2 separate regions of the Mus musculus genome follow, and region 1 is linked to region 2. A link is a contact called in public Micro-C data. All regions are on one chromosome and are shown on one strand. Each heading gives the region's core, a stretch centred on a gene start, on an enhancer-like site or on the middle of the called end of the contact. The rest is flanking DNA. Distances are from core to core; before and after follow the strand shown.

Region 1 (6,906 bases), core at 3,784-6,283, 400 kb after region 2:
ACCAGCCAGGTCTTTACCTGGGATTCCCAGAGAACAGCCCCAAAATATATTAGTCAGAGGCTTATAAAGGGAAAACCCACAAGGCTGTGTACTTCTCTCCTTCGTCCAGTTGGGGGCAAGCATACATCCTGATGGCCTTCCTGCCGACACACATCCCGCCTCCCCGTGTGATCAAGCTCGTCCTGCCCAGCTGGGGCAACCAAGTTCGTTTACAAAAGTGAAAGCATGTGGCCTGTGAACAACGCGCCCAGCATTCCTGGAGGCTGTCTGTTCTTAGGCAGGTCAGAGGCATTTGTGTTTTATAGATCTCTTGACACAGTAATTTAAACTTAAAACATAACTTTAGCCTTCACACGGGCTCTGTGGAGAAGCAGAGGGGATCAAAAAAAACAAAAAACAAAAAACAAAACACTGTAAACACAGACTTCAGTGATAGTTGCACAATTCCATGAATGTTCCTTAACCACATAGATCCTTTTTTTTTTGATAGTCATGCAGCAGTTTAACGATAAAAATATATTAATATTTTACTATACAGCAGCAAGAAGTTAGTTGTAAATTAAAAGCACATAAACATCTTTAAATGAAAACCTGTACAAGCCACATAGATTCTAAATGGATACATTTTATTTTGTATGAATTGTATCTCAGACATTTAACAAGTAGGTAATGTTAATGCATAGAAGGTGTTTGTTACAGTGGTTGGAGCACAACAATTGAGCAGTGGTATTAGCTATTCTTACTGTTATAATGTCATTACTCTAGCAATGAAGACCTTTGAACTATCTTGGGTTTACCTACAAGATGTGCACCCTGGTAGTGGAGTCTGGGTTGTCCGCCTCCCTTGTGGACAACCCTGTCTAGGCTGTTCCCCCTGATGAGTCTGCTTGCTCATCACTGAAGGCTTGAGCAAGGACCCTACCTGGAGGCTCAAATTATCTTCCCAACTTTCTCACTCCTGGGTATATTCAGGTCTTTGGTTCACTTGGAGACTCACATTCATGTTAGGTTTAAGGTAGATCTATGTCTCGACTTTTTCCAAGTCACCAGCCACCCAGCCTAGTATTCTTTATTGAATAGCCATTCTTTTTTCTGAAGATTTAAATCAGGAACAAATAAAAATCACACACACAATTAAGTACATAAATTGGTGTTCTTAAAGCCACCAGAGACCTAAAATAGCTCACAATTATCACAACTCCCGTGTTGCTCATTATTTAGACAAAGGCAGTAAGCAGGCGCTGGTGTGAAGCTGCCTCAGCCATCCTCTCTTGACCTGAGTTACAGTTCTGCTTCCTGTATTAAACAGACAGTTTGCCCCTGTGGCGCATTTTGGTTAAAAAAGCAGGAGGATTCGGGAAAGATCTGACAGGAGTGTAGAGTGGGAAGAGTGGGCCATTCCTCACAGTACACTGTGATCAAGCCAGTGCACCGAGGCTGTGGAAAGGGCAAGGATGAAGAGGTCAAGAGTCATTGAAAAAAAAGAGAGAGAGAGAGAGAGAGAGAAAGCACCCAAAAGTCTACCTTCATTCATTTCATAAGTTTGCTAGTGTTAAATATTTTTAAGTAATATTCCCAAGGGTCAAGGATGGAGTCTTCCTTGCCCATGAGTAAAACCCTGGCCTTGATCTGCAGACCGCCAAAGAAAGTAAGCGACAGCCTGTAACTGGGTTTGATGATGATGGTGGTGGTGGTGATGATGATGTCATCAATAAGCCTGTTTCTTCATATAAGAGACTAAGGACCCAGGTGTGGTGACACACACTCATAAATCTAGCACACAGAATGTTGAGGCAGGAGCATCATGAAATTGGAACCATGCTAGTCTATTTAGTGAGTTCCAGGCCTCCCTGAAGATATAGCCAGACCTTTTCTCAAGAAATAAACAGGGTGTGGTGAGTGCAGGCCTCTAATCCTATCAGAGGCAGGGGGATTGCTATGAGTTTGAGGGCTGCCTGGTCCACATAAGAGCAGCAGCAGGAGAAGGGAGAAGAACAAGAAGAAACAAAGTAAAACCAAAGAGAGGAGTTGCTGCTTGGCAGTAACAAAGTGTCATAGTGGACCCCCTTCTCCTCCAGCTAATCTGGACCATTGTTTACCTAGCCGAAGAGTACTGCTTTCTCTTGGCTAATTTACTTAGAATTGCTGTTGAATAAGCCATTCAGATTAAATAGAAAGGCCAAGAACGGGAGATAGCACTGCTTTCAGACTAGAGAATGCATTCAGTTAAGTGGTAATAAATGAACTGGTTTTCCTTCTGTGGATTAATACTTTTATGGGAAGTCATTAGCTCCTTTCATTGCAAAAAGCAAGAACATAAATACAGAACTTCATTCTCTTCCATCAGTGTGGACTTAACTGTGGAAGCTCTGTCCTTAAGGTTTAATTGATCAGTAGAAGGGGTGCAGGGAGTGCCATTCACTGAAAGGCAAAGTGGCTGAGTCTCACAGCTTCATGGTAGGCTAAGTGTTATGGTGTTTTGTTTTTATTTCCTTCTAAAGTTAAACAGTTCTATTTTGGTTCAGTTTCCTCCTTTAAAATCAAACAGCTTAGTGAGGCTGGAAAGATGACTTGGGGGTCAAAGCCTTGCTGCTGCTTTTGCAGAGGACACAGGTTGGGTTCTGAGCAACTGCAGTTCCAGGGAATCCGGTGCCTTCCTCTGGTCTCCGTAGGCACCAACCAGGCACTTGTGTGGTACACAGACATACATGCAGGCAAAACACCCATATGCATAAAGTAAGTACATCTTTGAAAAGGAGTGCTTAGTGATATGCAATTGAAATGTATTTCTGTACCCACCCTGGCAAGGACGCAATCTGTTTTGAGGCGATTATGATTCCCTTGTCTAGCCCATCTGTGTGGTCTGCGTCTAGTACTCATGGGGCAATTCTTTCGGGAGGACTCTGTAACGAGACAAAACAATGGTCTTGCAGAGATAATGAAACTGGTGTCTATCCTGCACACCCCACTCACAGCCCTGCTTTTCCCCCAAGGATTCAGGCCACAGTCAGAAGCCTGTAGACAGTGGTGCTCCTCACGCTGTGGCTCTTCATGATTTCCCAGCAGGTAAGGACATAAATAATAAATTGGTAGAGCCCTGGGATGCTCTCAAAGCCTTTCATCCCCATTGCCTGTGCCCACGGAATGCTAGCCTGCGGGTACCACCCTGTATCCATCAGCTCTGTCTTCAGGAAGGATCCATGTACCAAGTCGTGCCAGAAGGCTTAGCTGAAAACCTGCCCTTTGAAAGGAATGGCAGGGGCTGGAGAGATGGCTCAGCGGGTAAGAGCACTGACTGCTCTTCAGAAGGTCATGAGTTCAAATCCCAGCAACCACATGGTGGCTCACAACCATCCATAATGAAATCTCTTCTGGTGTGTCTGAAGACAGCTACAGTGTACTTACATATAATAATAAATAAATCTTGGGGCCAGAGTGAGTGGGGCTGGAGCAAGCAGAGGTTCTGAGTTCAATTCCCAGCAACCACATGATGGCTCACAACCATCTGTACAGCTACAGTGTACTCATATACATTGAATAAATAAATCTTTAAAAAAAAAAAAAAGGAATGGCAGATCCCTCATACAAATGGAAAGTAGCCTTTGCTTATCATTTTATCTTTAAGTCTGTGATGAAGTTTTAGCTCAAATAACATTCTTTAGGGGCTCAGGATAGAACATTGGCTTGCTTAGCGTTGTAATGAAGTTAATTCTAATTTAATAAGTAAAGTAGGTGTTTAAATGGGTTTTTTTTAAAAAAATAGAGATTTTTATTTCCTTTATTGAAAAACAAGTCTTGGGTACATCAAAACCAATTTCTGGAATGGGGGGCAGGGGAACAGAACCCACAATAGAAAAAAAAATTATCATCTGGGCCACAACAGAACCCAGAGAATATGTTCTTATCATTAAAAAATTCTAGGTGCTTCATAATTGACCTTCTGATACAAAATGGCCTATTGAATTGGCAACTTGATTCTTGGTGTGGAGGTCCACAGACAAATGAGGACTTCTTCAGCCCTTAGCTGGAGGCCATGAGTGATTACCTGGCTTTTGACTCTTTAAAAGGTTTTTTAATATGTGTGTCACCCACCACCTGCCTATGAGATCAAAGAATTAGATTTTTGTAATCGTTTTAAGTTTCCTTCATAGCCAAAGCTACAAATGTTTTTTAAAAAACAAAACAAAACAAAAAACTATTTACAACTTATTTATATATACTTGGCAGATTGATTTTTATTTTGGTGTAGATAAATTTTCTTCCTAAAGATCTGTAGTACTCCCTAGTTAATATTTGAGGTTGGAATGGCTTTTCCGGGTGACTGGGAATGGTGGTAAGTGTATCGCGCCAGGTCTATAAACATCTGTCAATGCTGGATGTGTTTGCAGCAAGATTTACGTTGGCGCAGTAGGAATCTCTGGCCAGGACCATGGTGGTTCTAAAAATTGTTTCCCTTAGTAGACATATCTAATCTGATCTTAGAATCTCTTAATATCACATTTTAAAAATATAATTGCATGGGAAAATTAATTTGATCAGTATAATCTAGTCTGTCAGAAGCAGCCGAATGCACACCCTGCCTCTGTGGACAGATCTCAATGCAACTTTGTTCTCTGCTTTAATCACATGTGCAGCTGGGGCAATTCATCGTGTGTCACTAATTCTGTATTACAGAGCAAGCTGACGATCTGAGTCTCACATCTGGAGAGATTGTTTATCTTCTCGAAAAAATAGATGCAGAGTGGTACAGAGGGAAATGTAGGAACCAGACTGGCGTGTTTCCTGCCAATTACGTCAAAGTCATTGTAAGTGGGTTTGTTTATTTTATTTGGCCACACATTCAGTGAGTCTCACACGCAGATGGGAAAGAGAAACTAGAAGCCTACAGTCTTGAATTTGCCTTTTCTGTCTTCTCTGGATCATTTGACACTTGGACATTTTTTAAGTGAATATTTTCTCACACAGACTGGCTCTGTCAGCATTCAGTTATGAAGGAGTAAGATCTCAGCAGTGACCCTGTTACTGCTGACCGATTGGCTATTGCCAGAGTTTGGGAGTGGAGGACTCACTGTCTTCCGTTAGGTACACATTGCTGGAACCACCATGCTCCAACGAAACAGTATCAGTTGTCAGTCACCCGTCCTCGGAGAGCTCTTCAGCACTTAAGAATGTGTGTTAGTGCTTGGAGACATTTAGTGAACATGAGTTAGTGCTACAGACAGTTTCGAAGGGATGCTCTTTGGGCGTGTGGCACCACGTCATTTTGAGAACCAGAACACCTGAGGGAGTAGTCCATTGTTTTCACATAATATTTTCAAGTCAGACTGGAGAAAATTATATTGAAGTGTCAAAATTGTATGGCCCTTAATAGCTTAACTTGTGAACACACTCCAGTATGCTGAAGGCTTTCCTGCTAAGCCTGAGTAGCTGTGAAACATAGGGACAAAACAAGACTGCTCTTTGAACACATGTATTAATAGGAAAAATATGATTCACTCCCTAATATAACCTATGGATACTATGAAATAGCACTAAAACTAACTTAAACGTTAACAGCTTATTTTGGAGGGGGAAAAAAAAACAATAATTTTCCATTACATCAGAAACTTTTAAAATCTAGGTATTACAGAAAATCTGTATTTTTCAAGTAGAAAGAGTCTGAGCCTCTTGGATTATGAAATGTAAGTCTTAAAAATATTGCCCAGTGCAGATGCGGCCTGGTCCTTCCCAGGCCTGCAGCCACGTTCTCTAAATTAATATTAAGAGTAATGTAAGTTTGAACACCCCTCCTCATTTCTCTTCTGCTCAGTGGAGCGGTGCTCTAAAAAGCACATTTCCCACACTGAAATCAATCACCCCCAGTCGGCCACATTATTGGTATAAATGTTATTCCTAAGCGCACAAGTTTAAAAAATTGTTTTAAAACACCAAACTTAGAGGATTTATCAGAAAGGGCACTGATCTGATACAGACCTCACAATCTTAAGTAGTTTTCAACTGCGTGGTTGTGGCTGAGGATTTCATCCCAACACAGCTTTCCTGGTTGCTTTCTACTAAGCAACCAGATGAAATGCCTGGCGCTTAGTAGACGGTCATTTAGCACAAATTGCCTTCTTCTTGCCCTGTGGATATGAAGAGGCAAAGTGCCCTTCAATTCATGGAGAGGATCCACCAGTCTGATCAAACGCTTCATTTGGGGACCAGGGAAGTGTTGCAGCATCCTGCCCTCCGTTTGAACAGGGCGACAGCATTACCGCCCACTGCCTGATGTCTGATGTCTTACACTCCTTGGATGAAGTGTAGAGAACTCTCAGGGATAGAATGTGTGATGTGCTCGTGGAAGCACGGAAGGCGAGAGGTAACTGGTTGATCAAGGAGGACTCCATCGAGAGCTAGTCTCCCTCCATGCCTTCTAGACAGGGGCTCACTGCTGTAGCCATGGCGAGCCTCTTTCTCATGATCCTCCTGCCTCAGCCTCCTGTGTGCTGATGTTACACAAGTATGTAACCACAACCCGCTGAATCTGTATATTTTTTCCAAAACCCCATTTTTGTTTTTTAGTGTTTAGCAACTGTAGCTCCAGTAACTTCAACAGCCAGCTTCACTGTTTAATTTTAGTCACGCATCTCCTAAGTACTTGATGTTAAATGTAGCTTAACCAAATTATGAGAAAAAGGAAGTGTTACCACAATTTTGTCTTTGCTAGGTTGATATTCCAGAAGGAAGAAGTGGAAAAAGAGAATCCTTTTCATCTCACTGTGCTAAGTAAGTTTTGTCTGTGTTCTTTTGCACAGTTTTTTTTTTTTTAAAGGAGTTAACAATGAAGAATTTCTAAGCTTAATCATTTCTATCTCACGATTAGACAGATTCTCAGTGTCCTTAATTCTGAGGAAACTTTATTTTCTT
Region 2 (6,723 bases), core at 1,923-4,422:
CCACTGGGCATAAAGGTCGAGAGTATGCTTAGCCGGGAGAGCCAAACTGGGCTGTACTAAAGTCCTTGTCCCACCCCACCTACAGGGCACATTGTTGGTTTAGGGGCAACTCCCTTGTGGCTGTGCCCAGCCTCTTGAAATTTCCATCTTTTCTTTTCAATCACCCCAAAACTGCCATCCATCAACTTAAGTCAATAAGCCATGAATTATTGAGCTTGTAGGATGCAGATCATGAATATGTATGTGTGTATTTGGAAGGCAAGATTGTAAAACAAATGGGTTCCACGGTGGCTTATAGAAAGCCAACACACATGCCCTTAAGGAAATGTCTAAAATTAATTCTCCCCGTGTATATTGTTCGAGCACAGTTTCAGCACTCAGAAGATGGTGAGATTTTTTTCCCTAGTAGATCTTGTTTCTGTTTTCCAAGCACACTTATAGGAAATGAAATATAGTTGGCTACTCTTTGGCAAAACCAAAGGTACAGGCTTTGAGGTCAGAGTTTCCATGGCTAATGCCTGGGAGATGCATGCAGAAAGGACATATGTGACAGACTCCTTTGCCATCACTGTCTACCATAGCATACACCCCTCAAGGTCTACAGTTTCCCTGAACAGAGACAGTCACAAGCTTCTTCCACTATTTCCTAAAAGCCCGTGAAGAACCCACCCATAGCAACCTCCAAAACAAAAAGTATTCTAAGTCACTTCTGGAAATCCTGCAAGTGAGCCAGGGTGTTACTTGGGCAATCCTTTCCCACCCACACTCCCTACCAATCCCTTTTCTAATCCTGCTGGAGACCAGGATAAGCTTCAAAGTCAGCTTTGTCTTCTAAGGCACACTGCCTACCTACCATTCTCCTGCTAACAGAGGACCCCAATACTACACCTGGGCAGAGAGTCCAGGCTGGTGACAGTCAGTCAGACAACTTCACTTGTTTGGGCTGGTTGATGAGCCTTGAGGTTTCTTGAAGATTGAACTACAGCTGCTGGTTTGTGTACTATCTGCTTGCCAAAAGGACTGGACTGCAGCTGCTGGTTCCTGCATGGTGTCTGCCTACCGAGGACTGGACTGCAGCTGCTGACTTGCTACAGACTGAACCACTGGCAAAGAAAATTGAGCTCCCCTCAAAGAACTACTGCTAAACAGGTCAACTTCCCCCATATCCTAGTGGCTTTTCTCTTCCACTACCTCTGGTGGCTGAGGAGAGGTTGAATGCTTAGTAGAATAGGCTGCAAAAAAATATGACTACACAGCTTCTTTTCTTAGCCATATCTTGTTTCTGCCTACACCTGTCCCTGCTTCTCTCTGTAACAGCATTTATCTTACCCCCTCCTGCTCTAAGCCTGTGGTTAACCTGTCACCTCCCAGGTCCCACATTATGAACTCCGTAGCGATGAAAGGGTTTCACTTCCTCTGCCAGTGAAGTACAGAGTGCCTCCCCTGTACGTGCTCCCTAACTGTTTCTGAACAAGCAGTATTATCCTCCTACTGCACATGAGACGGCAGGCCTTCTCCCAGAATAGCCATGGCATGTTATCTGTGTGCGTCTCAAAATGCGCAAATGCTATCCTCCATCTTCAAATTGTACAAGGGTAGAGAACGGTGTTGCTATTCTCACTGTACAGCAGGAGACACAGACTCAGAAAGTTTACAGGCTTGGTACATGGCCACACAGCAGAAAGAGCCAGGACTAGAGTACAGATCTTCTGACTCACTTCCCAGTGCTTTTCTGCTGCACGCTGTACCTCTCACCAAACTGCATAAGCATACATTGTATTTGGTGACTGTCACCTGTGTTTTACATGTTTCTTTACTATCATTCACATCAAATATGCTGTTAGTATTTCTACCTGCCATAGTAAGTTCTAACTATGATGTAGGTTCCAGAAGAGAATCTGTGAGAAGAAGATATAAAAGGTTGGGTTTTAAGGCCTTTCTAGAAAATTTTAAGGTGAAATCTACTTGAGCACAGAGTACAGTCACACTTGACAGGTGCCAGCTTCCTCCTAAGGAAGGCTCTCAGGTGCTGACACTGGGAGCTGGGAGTGCAGGAGACTCACATGCATCTGTATTTACCTTCAGATCCAGTCTCATAGCCCTGTGGGTCTGTGTGGGCCACCATGTCCTCTGTTCTCTGAAATGTTTGGTTACCACACGAGTTTAGCCAATATGATTCTAGCAGGAGACTGGTAGACCGGAATAGGTGAAGTTTCCGAGTTTGTCCCAACTTTATTTCTAGGAGTTGCTTGAAGTACACAGCTCCTATAGCAGGCACTTTCTACACAGCCCCTTGCCCCTGACTCTTTACACAGACACAGACACAGACACAGACACACACACACACACACACACACACACACACACACACACAGAGAGAGAGAGAGACAGACAGAGACAGAGACAGAGATAGAGACAGAGAGGGGGAGAGACAGAGACAGAGAGAGACAGAGAGACTGGGGGGAGAGGGGGAGAGATCAGTGTTATGGTCACAGTGAACTTGCCACAGATTCCCTTATGCTCTTGAATCAAGCTACAGGCTCCGTATCCAGCTCTGTGACATGTGAACAGTGAGAGTAAACAGGAGTGACTCTGTCCCAGGTCCCTAAGACACTGGTCACTTCTACCATGCACACTTGGAGGCTTTAGAACCTCCATGCTCTGGAGTGCTGAGACCTTGACTAGTATAGAAACCCAAATAGCTAAGGCTGCCTCCCTGGGAGAAGCCCCAGCCATACCTGTATAGAAAGGAAGAGGCACAGAGGAGAAAGAGATGCTCAGGCAGCCCCAAATGCTCAGGCCCTAGTCACAGAAATGATCTCACTTGAGGCCCACGCCCTAGAGCCGGACTGTTGCACTGTGCAGGTGGTGACTCACACTAACAACCAATGGCTGCTGTTAAGTCCAGCTCTAAGCGTGGTTTCTGACACAGCACCAAACACTGAAATGTTGCCCTCTCAAACCCTCTTTAGCTCCTCAGCTTGCCTGACAGCACCATCTGAGGCCCACCTGTTCTTACTGGGACCCTGACATATGAATGACAGTCACTAGGGCAAATATTCATATCCTAAACATCTCTTCTGATAAAACCGCAGAAGGACACTTCCCTCTGAGGGTGGTGTGACCTGAGGCCTTGCTTGCCTTCACAGGATGAAATAGGAATGGAAAGACATGTGTCACTTCCAGATAAAAGCTCCACGTCTCTCCCTCTGACACTATGACAGGTGATGTAAGCTCCAGGGTTGACACTTTTGTCCCTAAGTGCCTTCTTGCCTTGCTCCTTGAAGTACAATCCCTGTTTGTTTAATCCTTCCTTCACTTCTGCTTCTCTGAGAAGGCAGGCTAGTGCAACTAACCAATGAGCGCTCAGCTTTGAATATTAGCTTGGACAAATTAACCGGGCAGACCCATGAGAAGCAGACAACGTACCCTTTGCTCTAAAGTACAATAGAACCAACCAGCTTGAGTGACTCTAGACATATCTGCAGCTGAATTTATTTGCTTACTTCATCTATCAATAACATTTTCTTTAATATGACTTTCACAAAAGCATGCTCAACCTATCTGTAAAAATCAACTCTTTCCCAAATGTCCAAAGTGGGCTTCCCATCTCTTATTCCACACTCTGGAGGCTATATGTATTTAGGAATTTAAAAACTTTTAGAAGAATGATATATTTATCTGCCATGTTCTTATATAAAATCCCCAGAAGGTCTGAGCTAGCACCCTAAACTAGGTATATTAGTATTTTCTCCACAGAACATACAAATACTAACACAGGTTAAAAATCAACAACCTTGAGATAGCTCAGGCAGGACCAGACACCAAATGCACTCAGCGAGGTTGGATGGTTTGTCAAATGAATTGATAAAAACCTTGTGTTCAGGGCTTTCTGAGTCACCTTTATTACTCAACCTAGAGATTGAACCCAAGTCTACTCCCAGGCCCAGAGCTTTCCCCAATGTGTTCCGCTTGCACATGACTGTGGAAGAAAGTCCTGCAGCCTTTAAAAAGAACCCCGTGAACCCTGCACTAACCCTGAGGAATAAATGGCCACACCTCAGTGTTGGATGAAGACAGTATGAGAGTAAGCTCCTGAGTGGACTCCATACCTATCTGCAGCAGTGAGGAGCAATTGCAGAGATGCCCACTATCAGCCTACATACCCGCCCCACTTTTCCTACTCACAGGTTGTGAGTGTGTATGCAGGTGGGATGTGGTGTGCATCTGATGTGTTACTTATTAGAGTAGGTGGAGGTATGCACATCCATGTGTATAAGCTAGGGGTCAATGTCAAATATCTTTCCTCCCTCTCTTCCTTCCCTCCCTGATACAGATGTTGTCACTAAATCTGAAGCTCACTGATTCAAATAGGACAGCTGGCCAAAGAACTCCCAAGATCCTCCTGTCTCTACCTGCTGCAGCCCCACATTGTCCCCGCAGCATGGGGAGTCAAGATACAAAATACCAAGCCTGGCTTTTCAATGTGGATTTGTGGGGATCCAACTCAGATCTGTATCCTTAAATGGAAGGCACTTCATTCACTGAGCCATCTCCCCAGTCCCTTCATTAGGCTTTGCAATGCTTAATCTCTGGTTAAGAAATGCTGCTGAAATATATTGATCATAATGTGGGAAAATTGTCAGCATAAATCCATTTGTATTATGTATGAGACAGAGAGAATGAGCTCTCCTTTATAAGCTGCCTACGTGCATGGCAGGTAACTAAAAAGTTATGCATGATTTAGGTGAGAGAGTGCACAGAGAAAGGGATTTTATTTAGAAGACTGACCAAGGCCCTTCTGTCAGGGAAGCAGATGTAAAGTTTGCAAAACACAATAGGAATGTCTTTAGCAGGCCTGAGCCCAGACTTGAAGTAACCCTTTCAGCACCCAAGGGGGAGGTGTAGGAAGTTAGAGTGCTCCCACTGGGAGCCCCTCAAGATACATCCAGCTCTGACCTGCTCTGAGAGTCTGTCCCTGATCTCTAGGATTTATGACAGGCACCTGTCAGTTGTCACTGAGAGAGCCAGAGGTGAAGGGCAGGTTGTTCCTAACCCTTGCAATTATCAGTGTTAAAAACAGGAACAAACACATAAAAATGGGGAATGTAAGAAAAATAAAGTAGAGAACAATCAGTCTTTGGTCTCTCTGGACACTAAATGGAAATATCTGGAGAATTGTCACTAACAGATAAAAGTTAAAGAATCTTAATTAGGGAGTTGCAAATTAAAATCTAATACAGTAACATCCACTTTTCATCTCAGTATTCTATACTATATGGACTTTTAAAAATAAACATGTATTAACTTTGATGGCTTTAAAATCTCCAATTTTAAGTTACGGACATAACTAAGAATAGAGTCAGGTGATGTATACAAAGTGCTGTCTAAAATCACTCCCTTATAAAGTACTGTCTGAAAGGGTGACAACTGTCAGTGTTCTGCTGGCACATTCATTCCTAAACATTCTATTGTGTGCTGTTCTTTGGTTGATTGGTTGGTTGGTTGGTTGGTTGGTTTGGTTTTCCATACTTCTTAAGTCTAAGGAGATGTCCATACTCAGCAATGGACATATCCCAGAGAACAAAGCGTACAGGAGCGTTACCCTCAGAGGTGCTGTGGTTTTAGATGTTGAACATGCGTGGCCCATGCCTCAGTTCCTCAGTCGTTCCTAAGTGCTGTGAAGAAGCAAGATAGGGTGCTCTTCACAATGGCTCTGTGAGCCCAGCTCAGTTATAGAACTCACTGTGCTAAGCCACAAAGAGATCCCAGCAAGGTGCTCTGCTGGTCCAGTGCACAGGAGGGTGCCTATAGATAACCAGATGTGCTATACTATTAGAAAGTTCCAAGGAGAGTTTTCACCATGAAGAACTGGTAAGTGTTTGGGAAGATAGATATGTTTAACTTGACCTTAACATTACATTAATCAGTACGTGTATCAAAACTTCACTTGATACCCCATTAATATGCAAAAAGAATTTCCATCAGCATCTATAACATTAAAGCATATTATAATTATAATAACAAAATACTGTGGAGAATACAATAGTGATAAATAGCATGACTTAGTTTTGGCAAGTGAGTGAGGGATAATTAGGGAATAAACAAGGAAGAAAGACTACACATGGGAGTCTGTAATCACAGCTAAGACTTTCAGTAGTTCCACTGGATTCCACTGAAAAGGAGAGTTCTTCCCCATACAGATTCAGAGACCTCCAAAGCCAGACACATCCTGAAGAGCAGAATACTGGCCAACAGCAGGACAGCACAGAAACACAAACAGTGTGAGTTCTCCAATCGTATGCCCTGCATTTCCCAAGACAGCTTTAATTCCACAGACTTCGTCTCTCCACATCTATAAAACACTAAAATAACTTGAGGAAACTATGTATCAGACCAAGTACAGTTTGTTTCACAAAATGTATCCACTGAACAAAAAGAGCACTAAACAGCAAGAGAGCAACAGTTTCACTGAGCCTGGCTGCTCTGAGCCAGACATCCCGCAGCACATACTGCAACCCTTCAGCACTGCTACAATCCAGGGTTTTTAACTTTATAAAATAAGAACACATAAAATATAATTTAAACATACAGAAAGAAGGGCATTTTGTCCAAGCCACATTATGAATTAATTCTTGCTTCTCTCCCAAACAGGGAAAAAGACTCTTTAAAATTAGGATTCTAGGTCTGTGGGTATCTCATAATGACTCACAATGGAAAAGA

Evidence for each region. A called contact is a pair of places that touch in the nucleus more often than the background predicts.
Region 1: a contact with region 2 is called in a Micro-C map of the HL-1 cell line, with 3 times the contacts expected there. The contact joins two enhancer-like sites. A contact is called at or near these places in 4 of 15 datasets of contacts at CTCF or cohesin (the NIH/3T3 cell line, embryonic stem cells, large pre-B cells and 1 more), 112 of 484 Hi-C or Micro-C datasets (the 3T3-L1 cell line, the AtT-20 cell line, B cells and 63 more), 6 of 115 datasets of contacts at active chromatin or transcription factors (astrocytes, bone marrow-derived macrophages, cardiomyocytes and 3 more) and 3 of 9 other capture datasets (adipose tissue, embryonic stem cells and liver).

What each region holds. Positions count from the first base shown.
Region 1 is chr3:86,110,113-86,117,018 of GRCm38.p6, forward strand. It overlaps Sh3d19 (SH3 domain protein D19), which reads left to right. Exons shown (of 22, transcript NM_001082414.3): 15 at 2,994-3,066; 16 at 4,675-4,805; 17 at 6,707-6,765. Among named protein-coding and RNA genes, the nearest start is that of Gm25188, 13 kb to the left of the region's middle. Within about 2 kb of position 5,034, at least 67 of the 459 cell types and tissues checked have an H3K27ac peak or open chromatin away from gene starts, as enhancers often do. A contact at or near this core is called in the HL-1 cell line, where this site is marked.
Region 2 is chr3:85,713,124-85,719,846 of GRCm38.p6, forward strand. All of the region lies in intron 5 of Fam160a1 (family with sequence similarity 160, member A1), which reads right to left. It overlaps Gm40082 (a long non-coding RNA gene), which reads left to right. Exons shown (of 3, transcript XR_001783868.1): 2 at 1,019-1,149; 3 at 4,337-4,639. Among named protein-coding and RNA genes, the nearest start is that of Gm40082, 3.8 kb to the left of the region's middle. Within about 2 kb of position 3,173, at least 7 of the 459 cell types and tissues checked have an H3K27ac peak or open chromatin away from gene starts, as enhancers often do. A contact at or near this core is called in the HL-1 cell line, where this site is marked.